Linked DNA regions of Cricetulus griseus: region 1 is linked to region 2. Evidence: chromatin contacts called from public Micro-C data. All regions are on one chromosome and are shown on one strand. Each heading gives the region's core, a stretch centred on a gene start, on an enhancer-like site or on the middle of the called end of the contact. The rest is flanking DNA. Distances are from core to core; before and after follow the strand shown. Region 1 has its middle 160 kb from the start of Nrip1. Region 2 has its middle 130 kb from the start of Usp25.

Region 1 (3,018 bases), core at 156-2,655, 600 kb before region 2:
GGAATCAAACTAGGGTACTCACACTGTACACAGCAAGTGCTGATTGAGTTAGCTACCTCCTCAGCTCCCAGCCTACTGACTCATATGGCATCCTCTTGCTGTGTATTCACAGGGTACAAAGTATGAAGGGGTCTTTCTGCGGTCTCTTTCACCATGGCACTAGTCACATTTATGTTGGTTCTATCTTTGTTTCCTAGTCACCCAACAACAGCCTGAATTTCTACATCACCCTGGGGTGAGGATCTCAGTGAATGTATTTGGTCATAGGCCATTTGAATTCTAAATTTTACTTTACAACAAGGTCCTGTGTAAGGAGGCACACAATTATTTGTCAGTTAAATCAGTAGCTATCAATACCAATTTACACATCAATTACCACCATATGAAAAAAGCCACAAGCTCATCCTCTGGTCATAATAACCCCTGTCCCAATGCCATGTGTCACAGTTTGGTAAGTGTGACCCTAAGGCAAGCTGTTCTCGACTATCTGCCTTATTTCAACAATCTAAGTTTCATTTTCTCTAAGTTAAAACAAAATCATAAAATAATTTTGTGCCTTGCACATTAAACTGAGAATTCCTGACTTTTGAATTACTTGGAACATCTAAGCTAATTTTAGAAATATTGCTGGCTGTCTCTGTCAAGACTTAATTCTTATTTGAAAAATCAGATGAGGTCAGCTTCAACTTCTCTTGAGATTTCACTCAGTTAACACAAAATGTCTAGGTTGTATTCACTCTCTGTGGATTGCTCTGCCTCATTTAAAAGACATTGTGCCTACATTTATACGATAGATCCAGAAAGAAAGAAAAAAACAGCAAGTGAATTTTTTGAATGTACGGAAAGATAATTGGGAACTGTATTACAGAATCAATGACAATTTAATAGATGGCTTCACCAGAGTGGAGGCCTTTACACACTTCCAAATTACTGAGAAAGCACATTCTTTCCAAATGTTACATTAAAACCAGACTATGTGTCTCTCATACCTGAATAGCCTGAGACAGGAAGATCAGGAGTTCAAGGCCAACCTAAGCTTCACATCAAGCCCTGGCCTCAAAACAACAGCAACTGTAACATAAATGAATGAAATGAGTCAAGAAGGATGCCATTCTCAAACCCTCTTTCTACTCCTCACAGATGCAAAAAGTCCCTCCCAAATGCATGGTTCAGATAAAGCCAATTTCTGTAACTGTCCCAAAATTCACATAAATAAAATTCACTGTTCCTTTTGCTCCGAACTAATTTTCAATCTATGTCTTATGTGAAAACCGTTATTAAACTCCTCCTCAGGAAGTTTTCAAGGGTGGAATTGTGAGGACAGAATGTGAGTGCTAACTCAGTCCAGCAGAGGTCACACCTACCAGGTCTTGGAAGAGACAACGGGGATGGAAAAGAAGAGAGTAAATAACTAAACAGAGGAGAACTACACTGTTTGGACCAGCAAGGTCGCTGTAGCACTGGCTTCCCCACTGCTATTTGCTTACAGAAATAAGAGTAAAGTCAACTTTCAGTTTGGTTCATTGAAAGGTAAACAGCAGCCTAAAAAGCCCCCTGCTGGTCACTCCTATTTCTGCCCTACTTGTGCCTTTAAAATAAAAGGCATAAAAATCCCTTTATTTTATCTATATTTAAAACACAGCTTAACTTTCCAAAATTATTTCAGATTTCTCCCATTTCTCTTTAGTTGAAATAAATGCACTATACAAACATAAATTCTTAAAGGTGTTCCTCTGCCTTGACTCTCTTGGATCGTTAAGAAAATATTTCAGTCATTTAACGATCCACATTTTTGATAAAGTGGCATCTAAAATTATATAACTGATTGGTTTACTATTTTCATTTTAACCTGAGGAGGGAACGTTTCTTGATTATCTCAAAAAAAAATGAACGTTTTAAATTAGATAATAAGTCACTTTTGTCCAAAATTCTTTAGACTTCGTATCTTTTGTCTTATTCTATAAAACTGAGAATAATTATGCATAGTAAAAGAAAATCTTGACTTAATTTATTTCTGCTGTAACTTGACTCTGGGATGAGGTCATTGTGGAGACTTACCCTTTAGAAAACAAAACTTCACGGGGCAGCCTGACCCAAGCTGTACAGGAATGTAAATAAAATAATTGAGTATTCCTTTCTTTACATAAAACAAATATTTTATTGCTTTATATCTTACAATACTCTTTCTTTCGTCTAACAAAGAAATCTTAGCTTCAACCAAATACTCAAAAGCCTACTATTAAAATGAAAGCACTAGTATTTTCAAATGAAATTGTGATTAGTGAAACAGAGCAGATGTCTTGAAAGAGTGACAGTCACATCACAGCAGATAAAAAACACTCATCTTCAGTGGACTCCAGGGTCTTTTGCCTGGCAAGCTTGGGCATGTGGAAATACAGGAGAGACATGCAAGCATGTTAGCGTTGACTTAGCCTTTGTTGAGTCTCTCTCCCACGTAAAAAACCCTTCCTCATTCTTGCCATCACTGACCCTTAAAAAGTCCATGGTTCCTCCATTCCACAGCCTCTCTGTAAGACCAAGAATGGATCTGCTACACGGGGATCTCTACGTGAGCTCCAGAACATTGCTATTTTTCATAATCCACTAATCCTTCAGGCTAGGGATACACCTGAGTAATGGAACGTTTCCCTACCGTGTGTGCATTCCTAGGACCGCAGAGGCGACAATAAAAAGGCAAAGAAAAGCCTTGACTACTCAGAGTCAGCGGTATGAACGTAAGCCAGGACACGCTCCGCTTTTCCTGAGGCAGAGTCCAGTCAACAATTTTATGACAATCTTCCTGGATTGAGCTTTGCCTAAGACCTTCCAGTTGGTCATGAGACAGTCAGGGGACTGAAAATGTGTCACTTGAATAAGTTTTTCAGGCTGATAACAAGAAGGTAAGCAACTATGTTATCCAGAAGGCTCCAAAGTCCCATGTCCATTCAGAGTCAGCTACACTGCTTCCTAAGTCCAGACACTGCCTGTCACCTAAAGCCTATTGGAGGGCAGTTTCCC
Region 2 (3,085 bases), core at 402-2,901:
GTAAAATTCTGATTGTTTCTACCAGAATTTAAGCATGAAAGATGGTACAATAAAATGACTGACTTTAAAATCCTGGTTTTTCTACTTAATTGAGGCTATGACTTCACTTCTTCAAATATGAGTCTACATGTATACACTGAGAACAAAAATATCTGCTCTACAACGTTTGAGAAGGGAATGATAGTGTACATATTCATACATGCACACATATACACTGTATGCATATTACATGCATATAAGTATGTAGACACATATACCATCTTTCAATTCTCACCATTTATGTTTTGTTTTGATTTGGTTTGGTTTTCCGAGACAGGGTTTCTCTGTGGCTTTGGAGGCTGTCCTGGAACTAGCTCTTGTACACCAGGCTGGTCTCAAACTCACAGAGATCTGACTGCCTCTGCCTTCTGAGTGCTGGGATTAAAGGCGTGCGCCACCATGGCCCGGCTCCCAATTCTCACCATTTATAAAGCAGGTATTATTACTCCAGATGGAGTGTAGGCATGTTATCCTCAAAATATTTTAAGCCAAATTATTTTCAGAAAATGGTAAAAGCAGCAAGGTCCCACTCAGGGCCTTCCTCTGTCCTTCTCCCTGAGCTAGGATGTTAAGCTGGGGAAAGAGTGTCTGACTTTCCCCTCAAGCAGGTGATAGGATCACCCTGCAAGAGGCACCCTTCCTACAGCCAGAAGAAATACGCTGATCTTCAAAACTACCAGGCCACAGAAAAGGCTTATAAAGAACACGTTTGCTAAACTTCCCCAGGTCGCTGCCTCTAAACCACCATGCTCTTCTTATGGCCTACTCTCTCCTCTTTTCCCAGATCTACTCCTTCACCAGACTTCCCACTAACAAGTACACAGGTCCAGCACCATGCTGGTGCATGCCTTTAATCCTAAGCACTTGGAAGGCAACATGGAGGCAGATCTCTGTGAGTTTGAGGCCAGCCTGGTCTACATAGTAAGTTCCAGGGAAGCCAGAGCTACACAGGGAGACCCTGTTTCAAAACAAACAAAAAAGGTATACACAGGTCAATGCATTTTAGGCGTGTCCGTTTTAGGGTTGGGGGTATCTTCATTTTCTTACTAAGCTTGATACGTAGCATAACACAGAATGTAGCTATACATATGCTCATCTACACACTATCTTTAACTTATATGAACTGTTAAACACACAATTGCATCATTCCTTCTGTTCTAATCTGCGAAGGGAGTGAAATGACAAAATAGGAAGTTCTTCAAATATAAGGGTTCAGTTCACTAGGAACTTGTGGCCATCAGCCTTGGAGACCTGCCCCGTCTTCCCGTCTGCCTTTAGCCTTCTTCCTTTGAACTCCCATGGAAGACCACTGGAGTAGTTAGTTCAAAGTGCATTTGCGAAGCTGCAGACATTTGCGTCGGCCTCTTCCATGACCTTAGCAATCTATCGCCACAGGAGCAAAGTCCTCTCCACAGACACTGGCACACCTTTGAAAAATCACACGAGTTTATTTTATATATCCAGCTTGACTGTTTCCTTTGTCATTCCAATCTCATGCTTGAGTGTGGCTTTTCAGATTTTTGTTTTCTTTTTCCAAAGAGGAGAGAGTCCTCTAGTGGCTGGAGTTGGTTTCTGTTTTGCCGCCCTCAGAAGAGACAAGTCTGTGGAGGGAGGCCTTTTAATTCTTGAGAGCTGATGATCTGGGAGGAGAGAGGGATGATCTGTAACAGTAAAAGACACAGGGAAATATGACACGGTGGCTCCCATCCAAGACATCTCGTTCCTACGCTGGCAGCAGTCGGGGCGTTTTATGAAGCCTTAGAGACTTGTTAGAGTCTAACCACTGATCTATCAAGATCTTTCTGATTATCATTAATGATTTCTTGTTAGCTCAGCTCATTTCTCATCTATCCACACAGCGTTCGGACGATGCAGGTTCCTCCCCGCCACAGCCAGATCCACACACAGCATCCCATGCGGAAGTCTAAGCAGTAGGAGCTGGTGTAGAAAGAGCCAGTTAGCATTATGTTTGTGTTAAAAGGGAAAGAGTCAAGAAACATACATTTGCATTTCTGGTTTTCGGATGTCTCTCTCATTAGGCTGAGAGAGGAGGGTCATGGGGTCATTTTTTCCTCTCTTTAATTCTAATGAAGCAGCTGGAGAGATCAGAAAACCATTGTGCATAATCAAAACCAATTAAAGGGAGAATACTAGCAACCTGCAATTATCCATATTTTTTTTAAAAAAATGATGCCAGAGATTTAATTGGATAAATAAAAGTCTGTCTATGTTTCAGTAACAATTTGACCAGTGACTCCACTGTAGACATTTTTCCAAAGTAGCTAAGGTGTCTATCTGGGGACTCTTGCCCGGTTAAACGTGAGCATGTGCATCTGACCCCATGACCAAATGGAAGGCTTTACAAGTGGGGAAGAGCCCTGAATCCTAGGGTAAGTGCCCCAAGTGACATTACAAAGTGGAAAATAAAATTTGCTTGTGCTCTCGGGGCCTTTGTGAAGCAACTGAGCTATTCCAAGTACCCTAGAAAGAAAGCAACTAAGCGTCATGAATGAGAATTATCACTTATCTAAACACCGCAGCCATTGCTTATGGGGCATTGTTTGGGCGCTATGGTGATGAATCGTTTGCAAATCAAAATGTTGCAACATGTACTGCCTTTCAATACAACTAGGCAACACAATGGTGGATCATGTTCCACTGCAAACTACTGGTCCCTGGGCAGTCTACAGAACAAAATGTTTCTGTGCTACCACGTATTATGTTTTTCTGGAATTCTCGTGTTTCTCCAGTTCACATTGAATGAATAAGAAGGCAGAAAAGGAAAAATCAGGGACAAAAAAAGCACAAGTTTTCCTTTCCTAAAGCATGGGTGTTTTTGTTTTTCATTAAGGAAGCCACTATCCTTGAGATGCAGCCTTCCCTCACGGAGATGAGTGGCCCAGGACTGTAATCTGAGCTCTTAGGTAGCTGAGACAGGAGGATCCCAAGTTTAAGGTCTGCTTGGGCTGCAGAGATAGCTCTCTCCCATGTCAGAAAAGGGAAGACATTAAACAACTCTTTGCAATGGAGATTGTACAGACTTAAA

What was found. A called contact is a pair of places that touch in the nucleus more often than the background predicts.
Region 1: a Micro-C map of the CHO-K1 cell line shows a contact between it and region 2, with 7 times the contacts expected there. The contact joins two enhancer-like sites. A contact is called at or near these places in 4 of 8 Hi-C or Micro-C datasets (the CHO-K1 cell line, fibroblasts and liver).

The regions. Positions count from the first base shown.
Region 1 is chr4:18,995,303-18,998,320 of CriGri-PICRH-1.0, reverse strand. No RefSeq gene overlaps it. Among named protein-coding and RNA genes, the nearest start is that of Nrip1, 160 kb to the right of the region's middle. Within about 2 kb of position 1,405, at least 3 of the 6 cell types and tissues checked have open chromatin away from gene starts, as enhancers often do. A contact at or near this core is called in the CHO-K1 cell line, where this site is marked.
Region 2 is chr4:18,391,812-18,394,896 of CriGri-PICRH-1.0, reverse strand. No RefSeq gene overlaps it. Among named protein-coding and RNA genes, the nearest start is that of Usp25, 130 kb to the right of the region's middle. Within about 2 kb of position 1,651, at least 2 of the 6 cell types and tissues checked have open chromatin away from gene starts, as enhancers often do. A contact at or near this core is called in the CHO-K1 cell line, where this site is marked.